Linked DNA regions of Oryctolagus cuniculus: region 1 is linked to region 2. A link is a contact called in public Hi-C data. All regions are on one chromosome and are shown on one strand. The core of a region is the stretch at or near the end of the contact, and the rest is flanking DNA. Distances in the headings are between cores, read along the strand shown. Region 1 overlaps TMEM209 (transmembrane protein 209). Region 2 holds the start of KLHDC10 (kelch domain containing 10).

The links. A called contact is a pair of places that touch in the nucleus more often than the background predicts.
Region 1: a Hi-C map of psoas muscle shows a contact between it and region 2, with 7 times the contacts expected there. The contact joins the enhancer-like site here to the promoter of KLHDC10 in region 2. A contact is called at or near these places in 2 of 6 Hi-C or Micro-C datasets (psoas muscle and an unstated tissue).

What each region holds. Positions count from the first base shown.
Region 1 is chr3:166,322,928-166,325,627 of mOryCun1.1, forward strand. It overlaps TMEM209 (transmembrane protein 209), which reads right to left. Exons shown (of 16, transcript XR_011387449.1): 10 at 1,116-1,241. Among named protein-coding and RNA genes, the nearest start is that of SSMEM1, 27 kb to the right of the region's middle. Within about 2 kb of position 1,299, at least 2 of the 8 cell types and tissues checked have an H3K27ac peak or open chromatin away from gene starts, as enhancers often do.
Region 2 is chr3:166,217,875-166,220,574 of mOryCun1.1, forward strand. It overlaps KLHDC10 (kelch domain containing 10), which reads left to right and starts at 1,343. Exons shown (of 10, transcript XM_002712009.5): 1 at 1,343-1,626. The coding sequence starts at 1,461.

The sequences.
Region 1 (2,700 bases), core at 49-2,548, 110 kb after region 2:
GGTTGTACAAATATCCTGCTATCTACGAGGAAATCTTGCCAAAAAAACTGAACTTGACTTTAGAGAAAATACCAAGTTGAGTGAAACGACACCATGGGGAAGTGCAGAGTGAAATCCAGACTCTGGGGACTCTACAGGACAAACAAGTTGTTCAACAAATAAACCGCAAAGAAAAAAATGATGTGAGGAAATCTGTAGTTTAAAAGAAACTTAAATATTGCAAGCAATCACAACAAATGATATTTGAATCCTAATTCAAACAAACAAAAATATTTATAAATTTTATGAGACAAGTTGACATTTGAACACTGGGAATTTTCACAATATAAAGAAAATGCTAAAATTACTAGATATGACTAGATACAGTTCTATCAGTTTCATGAAATGCCTTATGTCTTAGAGATACACAGGGAAATATTTATGGATGAACTGATACTGATCCGTATACAGGATATGCTTTAAATAAATCAGAAGGGATTAAGCAGGTGGGGGTACAGACAGGGCAGGCGCTGCCCAGGGAGTGAGGGACGTCAGGGCTGGGTGACGTGCAGTATCTTGCCTGGTTATGTGTGTTTGAAAGGTTTTACAAAGTCATGAAAAATGCTTATTCCTGAACCCCAATCCAAGCCTAGGGTCAGGAGGAGGCAGCACCATAGCACTTGCAAATGAAGATCACATTTCCTCCCGAATATTAAGAACCCAACAAGCAGAAGGAAGGCACATACGCAACAAGAATTTTAAAAGTTAGAAGGAATAAGGATTATGAAAGCATGCTGAATTATAAAGAATGTCAAAGCGGTACCATCTTTGGTGTTCTAAGAGGAGAAAAAGAGTGAAGTACTCACACGAGCCTGTTTAGCTCAAATTTAGGATTCCTATACAGAATATTATTATTAACCTATTCAAGGATAACTGTTATCTTAACATTTCTTAGCACGTAAAATCTAAAAGTTGTTCAAGTATAAGCTTTAGTGAAGCCATAATTAAATATGTATTTATAAAATATAAGATCACAGTTTAATTTTAAAACAAGGTTTGTTCTTTGTTGTCCTGTATTTATAAATCCCAGTACAATGAAAAGGCTCCCAGATTTTCCTCTTCAAATCAATAGTTACCTTTGATCCTTTCAAATAAGTACTCCTGGTTTGGTGTAAGGTCTAGATACTGCACAATCGTGTTCAAAGTAGGCATGAGAGGGGCTTTGACCAGGGCAGCTTGCTTCAAGCTGGTAATACTAGCCTCTGTTAAAAACAGACACACAGAGAACACGTGTCAGTCCTCGGGAGGGTTTCTAAGAAATCATGCAATGCTCTTCCTCACTGGTCCAACAGCTGTTCTCTTGGGCCTTCGGTCTTCTCACAGGTCAAGGCGGCCTTCCCTGGCCACTCTACCGCAAATGTCAACCCTGCTCCCCGAACACTGAAAACACCACCCTCCCGCGGCTTCCTCTCTCCTTAGCACTAACCCTCTCAAGGTACTTTGTCTTGTTTCTTGACTGTCTCATCTACTAGGAAAAAAACCAGGGCAGGCACTTCGGTCGTTTTGTTCACTGCTGTTTTCAAAATACCTAGAACATTACTTGGCACAGAGTACTCACTAGATATTAAAGGAATAAATGAAAACAATAATAATTTATGTTAATTTACATTATCTGTTTTACCTACAATTTATCATTTCAGGTACAGTAGCCAGATTTTTTTTTTAAGATTTATTTGAAAGGCAAAGTGACAGCAAGGGAGGGACACAGAGAGGTCTTCCATCCGCTGGCTCACTCTCCAAATGGCCACAATGGACAGGGCTCTGCCGGGTCAAAGCCAGGAACCAGGAACTCCATCCGGGTTATCCACGTGGGTGGCGAGGCCCAAGCAGTTGGGCCATCTTCTGATGCCTTCATAGGCACATCAGCAGGGAGATGGGCTGGAAGGAGAGCAGCCGGGACTTGGGCCGGCCTGCACCGTGGCACAACGCCAGTACCACAGAGTGACTAGATTTACACTTGCATATATTCACATCTAAAGAACCAGAAAAATGAACTGGAAAAAAAAAAGTTAAGCCCAGGTTCAAGTAACATCACAAAGACTTAGAAAGTGCCCAATGTGGCCTCGGAGCCACAGCTCTGCCATCAACTCACTGCACTGGGCAGACTACTTAACCTCGCTAAGTCTCAGTACCTTTATCCATAAAATGGGGCTTTAACAGCTAGCTTCCAAAGTTAATGTGTTTACCCTAATTACATATGAGACATCTGAATACTCAATAAATAGGTACTCTAGGGATGCACGTATTTATTCTGTCTGCTGCCCATCCACCCACCCACCCACCCATCCATCCAGGAGAGAGAGAGAGAGAGATGCAATCATGCATGAGCTTCCATCCACTGGCTCACTCCCTAAATTTCCATGATGGCTGAGACAGGCCAGGCTGAAGACGGAAGCTGGGAACTCAACGTAGGTCTCCCATGTGGGTGGCAAAAACCCAACCACCAGGGCTATCATCACTGCTTCCCAGGGTTCACGTTAGCAGGAGGTTGGGAGTCAGGAGCCAGAGCTGGGAATTGAACCCAGGCACTCCAATGTGAGACATGGACATCTTACCCAGTGACTTAACCTCTACATCAAACATCCATCCCCACATTCTATTCTTCATCCATAGAATAAAGGTTAATTAAAAGATACCCAAGGTAGAGGCTGGCGTTGTGGC
Region 2 (2,700 bases), core at 93-2,592:
GATTTATTGTATTTATTTTAAAGATGGACTCACAGAGATAGGTAGAGACACAGAGAGAGAGGGAGGTCTTTCATCCTCAAATGGCTGCCAAACGGCTGGAGCTGAGCCAATCCGAAGCCAGGAGCCAGAAGATTCCTCTGGGTCTCCCAGGAGGGTGCAGGGGCCCAAAGACCTGGGCCATTTTCCATTGCCTTCCCAGGCCATAGCAGAGAGCTAGATCAGAAGTGGAGGAGCCAGGACTCAAACCAGCAGCCATATGGGATGCCAGCATTGCAAGCGTCAGCCCCTGGCTGCTCTACTTGTGATTCAGCTCCTTGCGAATGGACCTGGGAAAGCAGTGGAAGATGGCCCAAATACTTGGGCACCTGCCAGTCACGTGGGAGTTCCAGGTTCCAGGTTCCCGGCTTCTCCCTGGCCCAGACACTGGTTGCTGAGACCATTTGGTGGAGTGAACCAGCGCAGGGAAGATCTCCCTCTCTCTTCCCACTCTGTAGAACTCCCTCCCCCGTGAAGCTCAAAGCCAAATTTGCTGTTTAATTTCTGAGCGGTAGGAATTCCTCCTCTGCACGTCCACCTTGTCTTTGACCTTGGTCTTGCGTGCCTGTCCTGTGATTTATTTTACGCGTCCCCGGATGCTGCGATTGTAAGCCGGTCAGGGCCGTGAGTGCACAAGCCCAGTCACCCAGCCATCAGTTACCTGTGACCGACCTAGGCACCCTGCTCCCTGCGCGAAAGGAGCCAGAGACGGTTTCTCACTGGGGGTTTCTTTTGTGTTTTTAAGATGGCATTTATCCCATGTCTGTGTTAACCAGCCTTCAAACTGCCTGCTGGCCCCTAGACGGCTCACCCTGGGACCTCGACCGAAACACAAAACAAAAACCCATAAAACCCAGGAATTCGCGCTTCTCACCCCACAGCTTCGGCTCCGCCCCCCAACGCCGCGGGCGAGCCCCGTCGTGTGACAACCGTCCGGAAACCCGATCTCAGTGTGCAAAACCGACGTTAGACTGTGTGGTCCCTCACATATGTACGACGTGCAGACCCTGCTGCTGACCGCAACGTTTAGGACAAACCTGGCGCCTGGCCGCTCGCTTTGCCGCAGGCGTGGCCTCACTCACTCGGCCTTCGACTGGCCTGCCTGAACTCGCGGGAACGCGGGCGCGCTCAGCGCGGTCGATGCGAGCAGCGAGTAGCTGCTTCTGCCTGTCTCTCCCCCCCACTTTTTTTTTTAGCCATAGCTATGGTTACCACGTCTCTCCCCGCCTCCCTCCACCTACCAAGAAGACGACTGACCATTGGCTTTCTGTCAGCAAGCTCTTCAGTCATTGGTCGCCGGTGAGACCGGGCTCTCCCCCCTTCTCCTGTCTCCCGGGTCTCTAGAGGAGCCCAGGAAGGAGGCTCCGCTGGTGCCGCCGGGTCAGGGTCTGCCGGGACCGGGCTGCGGCCGTCATTAGCGGGTCATGTCGGCCGCCCAGGGCTGGGACAGGAACCGCCGGAGGGGAGGAGGCGCGGCCGGCGGTGGCGGCGGAGGTAGCGGGGTCGGCGGGGGCAGCGGGGGCAGCGGGGGTCGGGGGACTGGCCAGCTCAACCGCTTCGTGCAACTCTCCGGGCGGCCGCACCTGCCAGGTGAGTCGTGGGGGCCGGGTCGTGCCAGCCTGGGGCGCGCGGGGGAGGGGATGCTGCCTTGTTTTTTCCTGCCTGTCTTTCCCGGGGGAGAAGGAAAGGCAGGCCCCGCGCGTAGCCGAGGGCGCGAGGGTGAGGTCAGCCCACCCGGGACGCGGTGTCCGTGTCCCGTGGAAGGCGCTGAGCCGGGAGTTGTGTTTTCAGGGGGAGAAGAGGCCGCCGTCCGGCTGACGTCCCCAGGCGCCCGGCTTCCCCGGCTCCCGGCCGCTGTCCCCTTCGGCGCCCGGCTGTGGGAAGTTATTCCCGAAAGGGCGCTCAGCGCAGGGGCCCCCCCAGGAAACGGCGTGGCAGAAGCCACCCCGAGCGTGAGAGGAAGAAAGGGGTGCGGGGCGTTGATGGTTGCGGGAGAGGGGACCCCCGGGCGCAGGGAGGTCGGCTGGGATCATCAGTATCGTGAAATGTCCAGAGACAGAGTGGATCGTAGCGTCCAGATTTCGAGGGGGCAAAACGAAGATCAAGTCCATACTTAGTAGGAAAAAAAAAAAAAAATCCTGGTGTCTACACTATAGAAACAACTGGTTGAGAACTGGGGAAAGGTGCCCAACCCAATGCAGTTATTTTACATTTTGGTCTGCGGTGCTGTATCCCGCAGTTCGGATGCCTTAAAAAGCAAATCGAGACTGGACGTGTGTGCACACAGTTGCAAAGAGGACATGGGTGAGCGAGGATTCAGGACAGCAGGGGAAGGCAGGGCGTTCCACAGTGCACAGAACGGCACCTAACATTGGTGAGCTTGGTTTTACCAGGAGGAGAACTGTCAGGGTTGATGGGTTCATCATTCACCATGTTTTTCTGTGAATGACGTTGAAGGCGATTCTGTCGGCCGTCTCTTTGTGTAGCTGATGAGTTTTGAGACCATGGCGGGCTGGGATTGTGTTTCGTACTGTGCCTTGTATTTTTTAAGTAGTCAGAGGTTATTTATCCGAAGACAACAAAGGGAATGTTGCCTGCGTTTGTGATAAGGCTATTGATGTGAGGAACGCGTTTGTCTGTGCCATGGAAATTAAATGGAGGCAT